2 separate regions of the Hordeum vulgare genome follow, and region 1 is linked to region 2. Evidence: chromatin contacts called from public Hi-C data. All regions are on one chromosome and are shown on one strand. The core of a region is the stretch at or near the end of the contact, and the rest is flanking DNA. Distances in the headings are between cores, read along the strand shown.

Region 1 (6,835 bases), core at 309-2,808, 330 kb before region 2:
AAATGTGCCACCCGCGAAAGCAAATCCGTACCTCTTGCGAAAGGAAAAAAAAAGAAAAACACGTTTTTTCGTTTCACAGAAACACGGTCGTGTCTCTCGCGGAAGCAAAACTGTGCCTCTCACGGAAGGAAAAAATATGTTTTTTTTCGTTTCAGAAAGGCACCTCTTGCGAAAGATTTTTTTTCTATTTTAGAGAGGCACGGTCATGCCTCTCGTGAAAGCAAATCTGCCTCTCTCGTGAAAGCAAATCCGTCTCTGTCGCAAAAGCAAAACCATGTCTCCCATGAAAAAAACACATTTTTTTAATACAATTTGTTTTTGATTTTTTTCTTTCCAAAAGCTTAGAAAGACCAGGGAAACCGAAAAGCCAAAAAACCCAAAAAAAACCATCTAAAAACCTAAAAACAGGTGCGAAAATTTATGAAGAAAAATTTAAAAAAAGTTTAGGATATGACACGCGCCGGCGGCTAAGAACGTGCAAGAGGCACGCTTTCACCACCCCAAGGGACCCTTAGAGCATCTTCAGTCGTTCGCCCCTCCAAGGCCGTGAAACAGGGTCGCCTAGGGGGTGGGGGGCTCGGGTTCGCAGTCGCCCCAATGGTCTCCCGAAAGGGTTTACTTTTTTTTAAATCGCCCCAAATTTGGCCAAAACTCAGCAAAATTCATACGAAATTCATAGCTTCATTAAAATTTGTACAAAAACTAGAAAAACATAAATAAACATTAAATTAAAACTAAAACTAAGCTAAAGTCGCCGTCGCCCGTCGCCGCTGCCTTCTACCTGCCGAGGAGCTTGTAGAAGGCGGTGTAGTCGCCGTTGCCGTCATCGCCGTTGCCGCCCGCTGGAGTGCCGTCCTTGCTGCTCCCCTGTCCTGGGTCGCCGAGGCGGCCGAAGCCATTGGCGGCAGCTCCATCGCTAGGGTAGCCTTCGCCCATTGGGGAGGAGAAGAAGAGAAGGCGTCGGTGGCGAAGAAGAAGAGGAGAGAGCGTCGGCGGGGAGAAGCGTGTGGCCACCGGCAGGGGGTGGGTCACCTTATATAGCAGCGAGCGGGCGGGCACGCGAAGCGGCGGTGTGTGAACACGTGGCAGGAGCCGACGGGACGTGCGTCGTCGGGACGCTCGTCGCCGCACCTTCACTGTGCCGCCCATGAATCAATGGAAGGCTGACCGGCGACGCATCCTTCACATTGGTTCCTGCGGGAAACGAGGCAATGAGGACGACGAACGTGCGACCACACGCTGACTTGGCAGGCCCAATGTTTTTTCGCGCCAAAACGTTTTCCGCCAGTGCCCCGGACGACCCCAGCACGCTGGGTTCGGTTTGGGACTGTCGGTCCAATTTCGACCCGAATCGACGAAAAACGACCTCTTAAAGACGCGACTGAATCGATTTTACACCATCGACGTTAAAAAGTCACGCAAAAGAGCATGTTTGGAAGGGGATGTGCGAGTGGAGATGCTCTTAAGGCTCCCCGAAGAAGCGCTCTTTGCTTCCGTGCATGTCAATCTTATCTTGAGTGCCGGCATGGCCCATTTGTAACCTTGCTGGGCCAGGCCCATCCATGCCGACACGCGCCCACAGCCCATCTGGCCAGCTTTAGTGGGAGGGATGCGCTTTTACAGCCTGTGAGGAGGTACCACGTCGCCATCAACGCAATCATAAGTATCGGTGCCGGACTCTCTTCTCCTTGGAAGCCTCTAGACTGAGCTCCTCATCAGCGTGGGACGGATCTCTGCCGGATCGTATTTCCGGGGTGAGCATCCCCAAATCCATCTCCTTCGTCCTCTCTTCCGCTTGCTTCCTTTACGCGCCGGTGCGTAGTTTTCCGATTCGCCGTTCCTTTAATGTCTGCTTGTAGATTTCTTACAGGTTTCTGATAGATGGCCTCCTTCCCTTTCTTATTTGGATTCGTATCTGTATGTAGTTTGATTTGTTTCAAGCACTGCGTCTGGGGAGGATTTTTGGAAAACAGAGTGAATCATGGGAAAACCCCCGATCCGGATTTTTTAGAACCACCCCCAATCCAACTATGCGTGCAGTTTGCTGGTTTTTATTTTTATTTTTACTTTGATTTAGCAGAACATCTTCCTGGCGTGGTAGCGGCTGGGCTGTGGGGGAGGTGCTCATGGATGGATTGGGATCCTTTCGCCTCAGCGCAGGGATTTGGGGGCGCTACTTATTTATCCAGTCCTGCCGCTAGTTGCTGCTAATTTATCCAGTGATGCTGCTGTTACTCACTACTGTATTCTTTTGCTTTTAGGGAGGTGCAGTATTTAGTTAGGATAATTTTGATAGAGGAGTGCTGTTGCTACTGTATTCTTTTGCTTTTACTTCCTTTGTTCCTAAATATAAGACCTTTTAGAGATTTCACTATAGACTTAGTTTGGAGTGTAGATTCTTTTATTTTGCTCCGTATGGATTCTATAGTAGAATCTCTAAAAGGTTTTATATTTAGGAACGAAGGGAGTATACGATATATAGGAGAGAGTATAGACAATCTGCTGGAAAACTAGAAATTTTGAGAGGGAATCGTTTTGGACCATTGTCTATATATATATATATACACACACACACAAGCTGCTACAGATGCTCTTACCTCTTTCCTTGCTATAATAATTGAGTGCATAACAACTCTTACAGGTGACAACAGGGATGGCTACCGGTAGCGAAGCTGGAAAGTCCGCCGAGGCCGTGCTGGAATGGCCTAAGCAGGACAAAAAGAGGATGCTGCATGCTGTTTACCGTGTGGGAGATCTTGACAAAACCATTAAGTATGTTGGCTATGCTTTTGGTAGACGGTGATATTTGCAATATCATTACTAGTATGTTTGGGCTAATGCGGGTGACTTAATTCTCATAGGTGTTACACAGAATGCTTTGGGATGAAGCTGCTGAGGAAAAGAGATGTCCCAGAAGAGAAGTACACCAATGCGTTTCTTGGGTTTGGACCTGAGGATACTAATTTTGCACTTGAGCTGACTTACAGTATGTTCATCGTCCACTCACAGTTGTTTCTAATGCAGCCGGTTTGATATTCTTGTTAATGTTTGGGCAAAGTGTGTATCCACCTCAGTGAGAAGACTGGCAAACTAACGGGGCCTTGTTCTTCTCTCTACATATGAACCGATAAACTATTTTGTGGGACTATACTGTCATTGTTTGCCACCTCCTGTTGTGCTAATATGCTCGTTCTCGTTTGATAGATTATGGTGTTGACAAGTACGACATTGGAGCGGGCTTTGGACATTTTGCCATCGCAAATGAGGATGTATGTATTGTTTACCTGCAACATCTTACCCTTTATGTTACAGACCCTTGGGCTTGTTTGATGTCATGGATGCAATGCAGGTGTACAAGCTGTCTGAGACAATTAAATCATCTGATTGTTGTAAGATCACTCGTGAACCTGGTCCTGTCAAGGGAGGGTCCACTGTGATTGCCTTTGCACAAGACCCAGATGGTTACTTGTTTGAGCTTATCCAGAGGGGTCCGACGCCTGAGCCTCTCTGTCAAGTTATGCTTCGTGTTGGTGACCTTGATCGGGCTATCATGTTCTACGAGAAGGTATTGTTTTGTAAAATGGGAGGTTGTTTGAAATGTTAAGAGACAGTATCCTTTCTGTATATTCTCTAGAACTATAGTTTTATATGGGATATTCTAACATTTGACTTTTATGCAGGCCCTTGGGATGAAGCTTCTGAGGAAGAAGGATGTGCCTCAGTATAAGGTACATCACATGACAATTGTTGTGTTGATGCCATTTGTCCTCTAAATTTTGATACACTGAGCATATTTATGATTTGTGCAGTACACCATTGCCATGATGGGCTATGCTGAGGAGGACAAGACCACTGTTCTGGAGTTGACATACAACTATGGTGTCACGGAATATAACAAGGGCAATGCATATGCTCAGGTATTGACAGGTTTTCTTCTGCGCTTATTTCCTTTTCTAAGTTTTGGCATTTCTTAATTATTGTGTTGCCTAAGTGCAGGTTGCTATTGGCACTGACGATGTGTACAAGAGCGCCGAAGCAGTTGAGCTGGTTACCAAAGAACTAGGTGGAAAGATTCTAAGGCAGCCAGGGCCACTACCGGGGCTGAACACCAAAATCACCTCTTTCCTTGACCCAGATGGCTGGAAAGTGGTATGTCTTCTGGATGTCTTGTGCATAACACTGCTTTATTTGAATCGAGGGGGTCATTAACAGTTAATTATGAATTCAAGATGTGCTTGCTGTAGTCAATGATTGGTTTAAAATTTGAAGAGCTTACCGTAGTCAATGTACTTTGGCAGTTAAATGAATTAATTTGAAACGAAACGAAGGACAATTCAATTGGCCTGCACAACTACTGTAGTCACAGCTTAATTGCTAGTTCCTCTCTAGAAACGAACTATTGCCAGTTGGTACATACTCCCTCCTGTCTCTGAAAAGAAGGCCTATAAATTTGTCTGAAGTCAAACCGTACATAGTTTGACCATGTTTGTAAGAAAAACTATCTATAACTACAATATCTACTAAATAGATATGTTATGAAAATATATTTTACTGTGTACCTAATAATATTAATATTAATTTGGTACCATAGTTTTTCATAATTTATACTACAAACTTGGTCAAACCTTGCACCGTTTGACATCAAAAAAAGATTATAGACCTTTTCAGAGACGGAGAGAGTACATAGTTTCAGAGACCTCTTGGATTGGCACCTTCAAGGACAATTGTTACTTCGTAAAATAAAATAGAACTTGGAAAACAACATAATCTTATAGAGGTTTATATTAATAGTCTGAGCTGTAGTTCCTCCAGTTGTGTCACCATCATCTATTGTCTAGAGAATAAACTTTAACAGTTTTGAGGCGTCACCCACTTAGTTAGCAGAACACAATCGAGGCTGGTATGCATCCTAGGCGTAGCAAAGCAAATTAATCAAGTGAGGTGGAACTTCACCTCAAATTTCGCTGCAGCATGATTGTTAATACTGAACATGATTTCTTAAACCCTGTATGTAAACTGGGTTGCAGGCGTGGTTACTAACTGATGTAGTGGTTGCTTTTACTACTGAAAATGACTTATCTTTTGCAACCAGCCAGCCACAGTATCAGTACGTGACTAATGTTATTCCTCCGGTTGTAGGTTCTGGTGGACTACGCAGACTTCCTCAAGGAGCTGCACTGAAGATGAGCAGGCTCAGATGTTAGTGTCGTGAGGAGGAACCGTATGTAGCAATGGTCTGTGTGATGTAATAAAACAAACCTCATGTAGCAAATGGTCTGTGTGCGATGTAATAAAAAGGCAGCCTCTTCCGCTCGACGAATAAAAATAAAAGCAACTACCGCATGCCCATGCCGTCATTGGCCTAGTGTTATGCCCATGCCGTCATTGGCCTAGTGTTATGCCCATGCCGTCATTGGCCTAGTGTTATTAAGTTGCTTGCATTTTGGTTATAACTACAAAGTTGATTGTTAGTTCTGGTTAAAACATTAACCCGGTACTAGATTGTGAGAGATTATAGTGTGGGAAAAGGAGGAAGATGCTCACCTACAGCGGATAGTATACCCGATCCAGAGAAAGAAAAGAGATCGCCCAGCATCCCTGCACCATAACCTTGCAACCATTTATTTCCAAAGAAAAAGGAAAATGCTTAAACTCGCCGCACTGGCAGAAGATTGGACTGATCGCGCCGTGTGATCAATCTCCATTGTGTCTCCCACAGCCACGAACACTTCCTACCTTATCTTTTTTCCAAAATGAATCGCTTTTCCTTTTTGCCTTTGTTGAGCTGCTGGGCCGACAGTAAATGGGCCATGGTACCCTGGTTCCACTGCATTGACAGTAGCCCGGTGCGTGTGGTGTGTATGTTCCGCGAGTGGAGCACGAAACGGCATGGGTCGAAGTGCCGCGAGTCGTGACGAACTACCGGGCCATGAGATGACGCGTGTCAGCAGCGATGGGACAGGACATACCCACTTCTCCAACGACGCCTCGGTAAGTGCCTTAAGATTGTCGGGCAAGACCATCATTGCTTGCCTTCCTCCAGACGCCTCCCTTGCGCGCTGCTTCTCCTTCCTTGCGCACACACCGCTCGCGCTCTACTTCTCTGCCTCCTCCTTCATCTCCGCCGCTGCTTCTCCGCCACCATGGCGCTGAAGAGGAGCACCGCCGCCAACGGGGCGCAGGTGGAGCCGACGGTGTTGCCCTCCACCATCAAGAGCCAAGAAGGCTGCAGAAGCTCACCCCTGTTATGGCCAGCGCTCATAATGAGCACAAGGCCACCAAGATCTGGTCGGGCTCGATGCCGACCAGGGAGCTGTCAGTGACGACGTTCCCATTCTTCTTCCTCTCCACCTTTGGAGGTCTGCTCCCTCCGTTCTTATACTTCTCCAGCGCGGTTCTAGAGCACTACATATGCACACGCTCTATCTCCATCCCAACTCCGTCTTCCTCCTTGCCACCTTCGCCTATCTCTGCAAGGGCTTTCTGGGGGTGATGCCCTTGTTGGCCCTCTTCCAGACCTTCTACATGTTGGAAATATGCTCTAGATGCAATAATAAATTGGTTATTATTATATTTCCTTGTTCATGATAATCGTTTATTATCCATGCTATAATTGTATTGATTGGAAAGTCAAATACATGTGTGGATACATAGACAAAATACTGTCCCTAGTAAGCCTCTAGTTGACTAGCTCGTTGATCAAAGATGGTTAAGATTTCTTAGCCATAGACAAGTGTTGTCACTTGATAACGGGGTCACATCATTAGGAGAATGATGTGATGGACAAGACCTAAACTATAAACGTAGCATATGGTCGTGTCAGTTTATTGCTACT
Region 2 (6,430 bases), core at 2,907-5,406:
ATAGAGCAGAAGATGGGCACCGGAGGCCTGCCAGGGGGCCCACAAGCCTACACGACGCGAGGAGGGGGTAGGTCGCGCCCCCTGGCTTGTGACCTCCTGGTGGGTCCCCTCCGGTATTTCTTTCGCCCATTATTTTTTATATATTCCAAAACAATTTGTTGTAACTTTTCAGGACTTTTGGAGCTGTGTAGAATAGGTCTCTAAGATTTGCTCCTTTTCCAGTCCAGAATTTCAGCTGCCGGCATTCTCCCTCTTCATGTATATCTTGTAAAATAAGATAGAAAATGCATAAGTATTGTACCATAATGTGTATTAACAGCCCATAATGCAATAAATATTGGTATAAAAGCATGATGCAAAATGGACGTATCACCGTTGCAACCACTTTGAGAGATCAAATTGGTGAGAGGGCGAAGATGAAAGAGACCATGTTAACCAAGCATGTGGATGCTAAATTGGCCATGGCCAAGAAGAAACAGAAGTACAAGGAGGAGAAATGAGAGAATTGGTGTGCCTACGAGGAGCGCAAGATTGCCCTAGTGGAGCAAAGAAGGAGGGACGAGAGGACAATCGAGGAGGACCGGATCATAATGGTGAATCCGTAGGGCGTGGATGCAATTCCAAGAGAATTTTGGGAATTAAAAATAATGGATATCATGTTCTGAAGAAAGATAGAGCTTCAAAATCTTATGGCGGTGGTGGTGTTGGGTTTGTAGTTTTTTTCTTTTGGTAATGTTGGTGATGGTGGCTTCGGCATGGGTGGTGGAGGGTTCGATAATGGTGGTGGTGGCTTCAGCATGGGTGGCGGAGGGTTCGATAATGGTGGTGGAGGTCGGTTCGGAGGTGGTTAAGGGTTCGACAATGGTTGCTAAGGTGGGTTTAGGGCTTTGACAATGGTGGTGGAGGTGGGTTTAGAGGTGGTGTTGGTTTCGGCATTCGTGGTGGTGGTAAAGCTTATGGTAATGGTGGCGAAGGTGGTGGTGGTGCTTCGGCAAACAATGTGGATGGTGGTGGTGGTACTCATTCTGGAGGCCAAGTTATTGAAGATGGTGGTACTCATTCTTAGGTCGATGTACATGATGGTGATGGAGGTGCTAGGGACGGTGGTAGTGACGATGATATTTGCAACAATGAGGATGTTGCTTGATTTCTTCACGACCGATTGGTGATGACCCACAAATGTAGGGGGTCTATTGTAGCCTTTCCGATAAGTAGAGTGTCGAACCCAACGAGGAGCAGAAGGTACTGGTAAGTGATCTTGAGCAAGGAATAACTGCAAGTACTGAAAGGTAACTTTTTATGGGATTTCTGGTATAAGCAACAAGGAAGTAAATGCAAGAAATTAATTGGTGCCGAGTTGCATCAAGTGGCCCAATCCTTTTGAGCACAAAGTATAAGCCGAGGAACTAAACTTATAAAGACTAAGGCGTTCCTGAGGACACACGGGAGAGATAGTCAAGTGCTTTCGCCATATTCTGTCTAGTACTATGTTTTGTATTGATAAGTGTTATGTGGGTGGATCTTAACTAGTGCACTGTCTAGGCTAAGACAAGTACACTCTTATGATTAATCCCCCTTGCAAGCGTCCACAAATACAAGACAGAAATTAAGGCAAAGCCTAACCATAGCAATAAGCTTTAGGATCCAATACTCCCTCATGCAAAAGTATGCGAACTGGGGTTCAGGTTTCTGTCACTCCGGCAACCCACCATAAACATTCTTTATACACTATGCATTCCCCTAGGTCCTTAAAAAGGTGAAATATTATGTAGTCGACGTTCACATAACACCACTAGAAGAATAACACCATAACTTAAATATCAATCAACACATATTACTTCAACATCATATGACTACTAGCAACTAGACTTCTCCCATGTCCTCAAGAACTAAAGGAACTACTCACGAGACATAAAAGAGATCATGATCAGAGGTGATGAAAATATGGTAAATAATCTGGTCGTAACAATAATTCTCCAACAAAACTCAATAGAATTTACCACAAAAGAGTAATCAACACCGGTAGAGTAGAGGGGATGAATAGTGCAAGATACAACTCCGATTGCTATGGTAAAGTGAGACGGGGTGAAGATGGAGATGGTGCTGGTGATGATGATGATGGTGATGATGGTGATGATGATCTCGATGATGCCCGTGACGATGGTGATGACGATGAGGACGATCTCCCCTTCCGGGAGGAGTTCTCCCCGGCAGAATCTGTCCGCCGGAAAGGTCTTTTCTTCTCTGTAGGTTTCCGCCCCGGAGCGGCGGCGGAACTCCGAAAAAACTTCTGTCCCCGAAACTTGTAGGTCACAAGGGTCATATAGGCCAAAGGAGAGCACCGGAGGCGGGACCCACCACCCAGGCGGCCTCTGGGCGCGGCCTAGGGGTGACCCGCGCCACCAGGTCGCCTGGGTGCCTGGTGGGCCCCCTCCGGCCCTTCTTCGTTCTGTCTTCGTGATTCGTTCGGAAACCTCTTCCTCGTAAATTTCAGCGCAGTTGGAGATGTTCTGATATGGTAACTCTTCATGCTATTTTCTCCGCTGAATCCCGCGTCTGCTGTTTCGGCACCGGAAAGTTGTAAACTATGTAAAATAAGCCAAAACACTATAAGTACATCATCATATTGTGAAATATATCAATGAATAGAGACAAATTATGATACAAAATAATGATGCATTTTGGACGTATCAATTGGTCATTTGATCATGCTTTATTTTGTTTGATCACACAAACTTGCTATCTCGTATGTTATACATGATTTTGGATGTGATGGACTAGTGATATATATACAAACTTTGTGTATTCATACGCAAGCACTCGTGTGTATTTGTTCTATACTTTTCTTTACGGTACCGCAAGGCCTCTAGCACGGATAAAACATTTGTCGGACAAAATTTTCGGGTTATGTTTCGTTGAAGGTCTTATAGTTTTATGGGACGAATTTACGGGGTCTGTTTGAGGTCTCACGTTATGTTTTAGGACATGTACAATGATTGATACGATGATCTTATCTTAAGTCTTACATGTAATTTAGAGATGACATTTTTTTAATAATGGATCACCTCTTAGTCTTATCTTCAATCTTACCTATTAATAAAACAAATATTGCTTCTGCCGTACGTCATTAAAATTGCCCCTAAAGTTAGCTAAAATTACCCACCAATGTCACTATAAGTCATAAAAAACGTTTCAAACAGGAAAATCTTCGAACTGAGCCGGGCCATGTAGGCGCCTCCTATATTACGCTCTCGCCATTGAAAAACGATGCAACACACCTGTTTGTGCCGGCCCATGCGTGGGCGCCTGTTTTTTTAGTTTAGTTTTTAATTTTTCTTTCCAGTTCCATTTTGTTTTTCTACTTTAAATAATTTAAAATTTCGAATAACCTTTCTCAATTTTAAGAAACTGAGAATTTTGAAATAAAATATTCAGAATTTTGAAATAAAAGTTTGAAGAAAACATAAAATGTTTGTGAATTCAAAAAATGCTCGGGATTTTTGTAAAAAGATTCACATATTCAGAAAAATATTCATAATTTTGAGAACAATGTTGGTGAAAATAATAAAATGCCATGATTTTGAAAAAGGTTTGTGTATTATTTTTTGAGTGCAATTAGAAAAATGTTTGCTAATTCAAAAAATGTTCATCCATTTCAAGAAATATTCTAAAATTTAAAAACATAATATGATCAGCATCATTGAATATTATAATTGTTTTTTCTTCCGTTGCAACGCACGGACCCTTTTGCTAGTTACTACCTATTCCTAAAAACATGGTGAGACATATTGTGCTAAGAGATCACCTCTTGTTTATGAGTTTCTCTTCTTTATCTCATCATTTATTCTATATGATATTTTTAAAATATCACCATTGTTACAAACCGTTATAAACGGTTTTTTTTGGGCCGGGATATACGAATCTGCTTGAGATGCTCTAAACTCTGATCTGAAGAAAAATCGAGAAGAGTTGAGCTCAGACCCACACAGCCTCAGAGACTCGGACTGGTCCTTCCACGCCAACCCAGCCAATACGGCGTCCCCGCTGGCACCTTCCGCCCAACCACACCACGCCACGTCAATCCTCTGACGCGCGCTCTCCTTTTCCGCGGTTGCGCCCAACTGCTATAACACTTGCCTTCTCTGACCCCCGGGAGCGTGCAACCGATCCCCCTCGCCGGCGAAGGCCACACGAACGAACGCGCCATGGTGTCCGCGCGGAAGGGCCAAGGCCGGGGAGGCGGGGTCCGAAGCCGCCCCCGCGTCGACGGCGGCGGCAGCCTGGCTTCGCGCGTGGCCGTGCTCGCCTTCTGCGTCGGCGGGATCTGGTCATCCTACATCACCCAGGGGATCCTCCAGGAGACGCTGTAAGCACCCTCTCTCTCCCCCCATCCCCAATGGTGTTGGCTCGCGACAGAGAGAAACATGGCTGACTTCGCCGGGTTCTCTGCTTTCCCCATCGGCTCAGATCGACGAAGCGATTCGGGCCAGAGGAGCGGCGGTTCGACCACCTCGCGTTCCTCAACTTCGCGCAGAACGTGGTCTGCTTCGTCTGGTCCTTCATAAGTGAGCACCCTCGAGCTGCGCTTTTGCATTTCTCACCGAATGCGGCCGCGATTTCGCTGCTCGTGGACGACGATTGCGTGTGAAGGGGTCGTGACTTTGGTCGGTTCCTGCAGTGATCAAGCTGTGGTCGGGTGGTAGCAGTCCTGCCGGGCGGGCGCCTCTTCTGAAGTACTGGGGCGTCAGCATCACCAACACCATCGGCCCGACCATGGGGATCGAGGCGCTCAAGTACATCAGCTACCCGGCTCAGGTTTGGATCTTGCTGCTTTTGCCGTCTCAGCTTCTTGGGTGTATGGGATTCTATGTGGATGCTGTATTTGCAATTAGGTGTTGATTGGGCTAATCGTTAATGTAGTAAGTGGTGGTTATGGAGTACAAATGTTCTAGTCTTGAGTTAGTTAACTGTGCTAAGAAATTGGCCAATGGCTGATTGGAGTTCTAAGGCAGCAGTATGGGCTTACAAACCTAAACGGGATACTCCATTGGGGGTGCTCACTTTTTTATCCATAACTATCAGAAAATAAAAACGAGTACTTAGTTACCACTGGATGTCACATTGATGTACAATCTTGGGTATACTGATATTTTTCAACCTATGTTTAATACTATACGCAAGAGTGCATGACATTATACTAATTTATCCATAACTATCAGAAAACTGGTAACACGCCTGCTTCATATGATCATATCTCAACCTTGTGTGGAATTGGAATTTGATGATTTAGTTAAATATCAAAGATGCATTTCCAATTGACGAAATATTGCTGTTCTTTTTAATGATGCCCAAAACTACTGGAGATAAAGGATCTTGAACTATTTTCTGTCTGTAACAGGTCTTGGCAAAATCTTCTAAGATGATTCCAGGTGAGTTTTGCATATATTTATGCATACAATGCAGTTTTTATTTACACTTTTTTTATATGAATGCTGCATATAATGACTTGTGATTGGTGCGCCAGTCCACTTCATCATTTACTGAGTAAAGTTAAGTAGTTAACTACACCTTTTTATGAATATCCAAAACTGTGCATGTCATCAGTATTATTAACCAGGGGCTTAAAACAAACAAATGGGGTCTCAAGGTTATTCTGGATCATCGTCTCCCAGTCGAATGTAGAGGAAATTTATACATGAGCTACTATTGCTATGCCCACTAACTGTCAAGTATATGCAGCCGCCAAAAACGAACTAGGATTTTATTTTTGGTTCATGAAAATGTCTGAAAATAACTAAAGTAGACTCTCAGACAAATCTCTGTACACTACTGAAACTTTTGGAACTTCATTTCCATTTTCCAATCAAGCATGTGCGGAGAGTGGGTCATTTTGTATCACAAGGAGCATTTTGTTCCATTTTGCCACCATGTTATTGTTTCAGCTATCAGTACACCCTGCACACTGGAAACCCTTCTGTGCATTGTTTACATTTCCAATCTCAAGCATGTATAGTTGATGTCACATAGATAACTGTGTTACTGAGCAATCTGCGTTAAGTGTTTTGAGTAACGATTAACCTTTCATGCTTCTTAGCCTGGACAGCTTTGTACTGGTCTTTCTAACTTTTGATTCTTTATGCACAGTTATGTTGATGGGAACTCTACTCTATGGTGTTAAGTATACACTTCCAGAGTACTTCTGCACCTTCCTTGTTGCCGGGGGCGTGTCATCCTTTGCATTGTTGAAAGTAAGGAATTCTTCATTTTCATATATTAATCAACAAACCAGCAATGAGCTTTGCATGCCTTTGATGATGCCACTGAAACCATTAAAACCTTTTGCCGATCTATAGATTAAACTGAGAAAAAATAATTGATGTCATATTCCATACGGTTCTTTTTTCTGATTAAGTCTGAACTACAAGACACA

What was found. A called contact is a pair of places that touch in the nucleus more often than the background predicts.
Region 1: a Hi-C map of seedling shows a contact between it and region 2, with 1.9 times the contacts expected there. The contact joins the promoter of LOC123407128 here to the promoter of LOC123408635 in region 2. A contact is called at or near these places in 1 of 6 Hi-C or Micro-C datasets (seedling) and 1 of 1 datasets of contacts at active chromatin or transcription factors (embryo).

The regions. Positions count from the first base shown.
Region 1 is chr7H:497,107,736-497,114,570 of MorexV3_pseudomolecules_assembly, reverse strand. LOC123407128 (lactoylglutathione lyase) reads left to right here and starts at 1,558. Exons shown (of 9, transcript XM_045100189.1): 1 at 1,558-1,754; 2 at 2,642-2,772; 3 at 2,862-2,986; 4 at 3,205-3,269; 5 at 3,350-3,565; 6 at 3,681-3,728; 7 at 3,810-3,917; 8 at 3,997-4,149; 9 at 5,140-5,326. The coding sequence starts at 2,654. The coding sequence ends at 5,181.
Region 2 is chr7H:496,777,566-496,783,995 of MorexV3_pseudomolecules_assembly, reverse strand. It overlaps LOC123408635 (UDP-galactose/UDP-glucose transporter 3-like), which reads left to right and starts at 4,156. Exons shown (of 7, transcript XM_045101697.1): 1 at 4,156-4,366; 2 at 4,468-4,565; 3 at 4,679-4,815; 4 at 5,399-5,429; 5 at 6,145-6,248. The coding sequence starts at 4,206.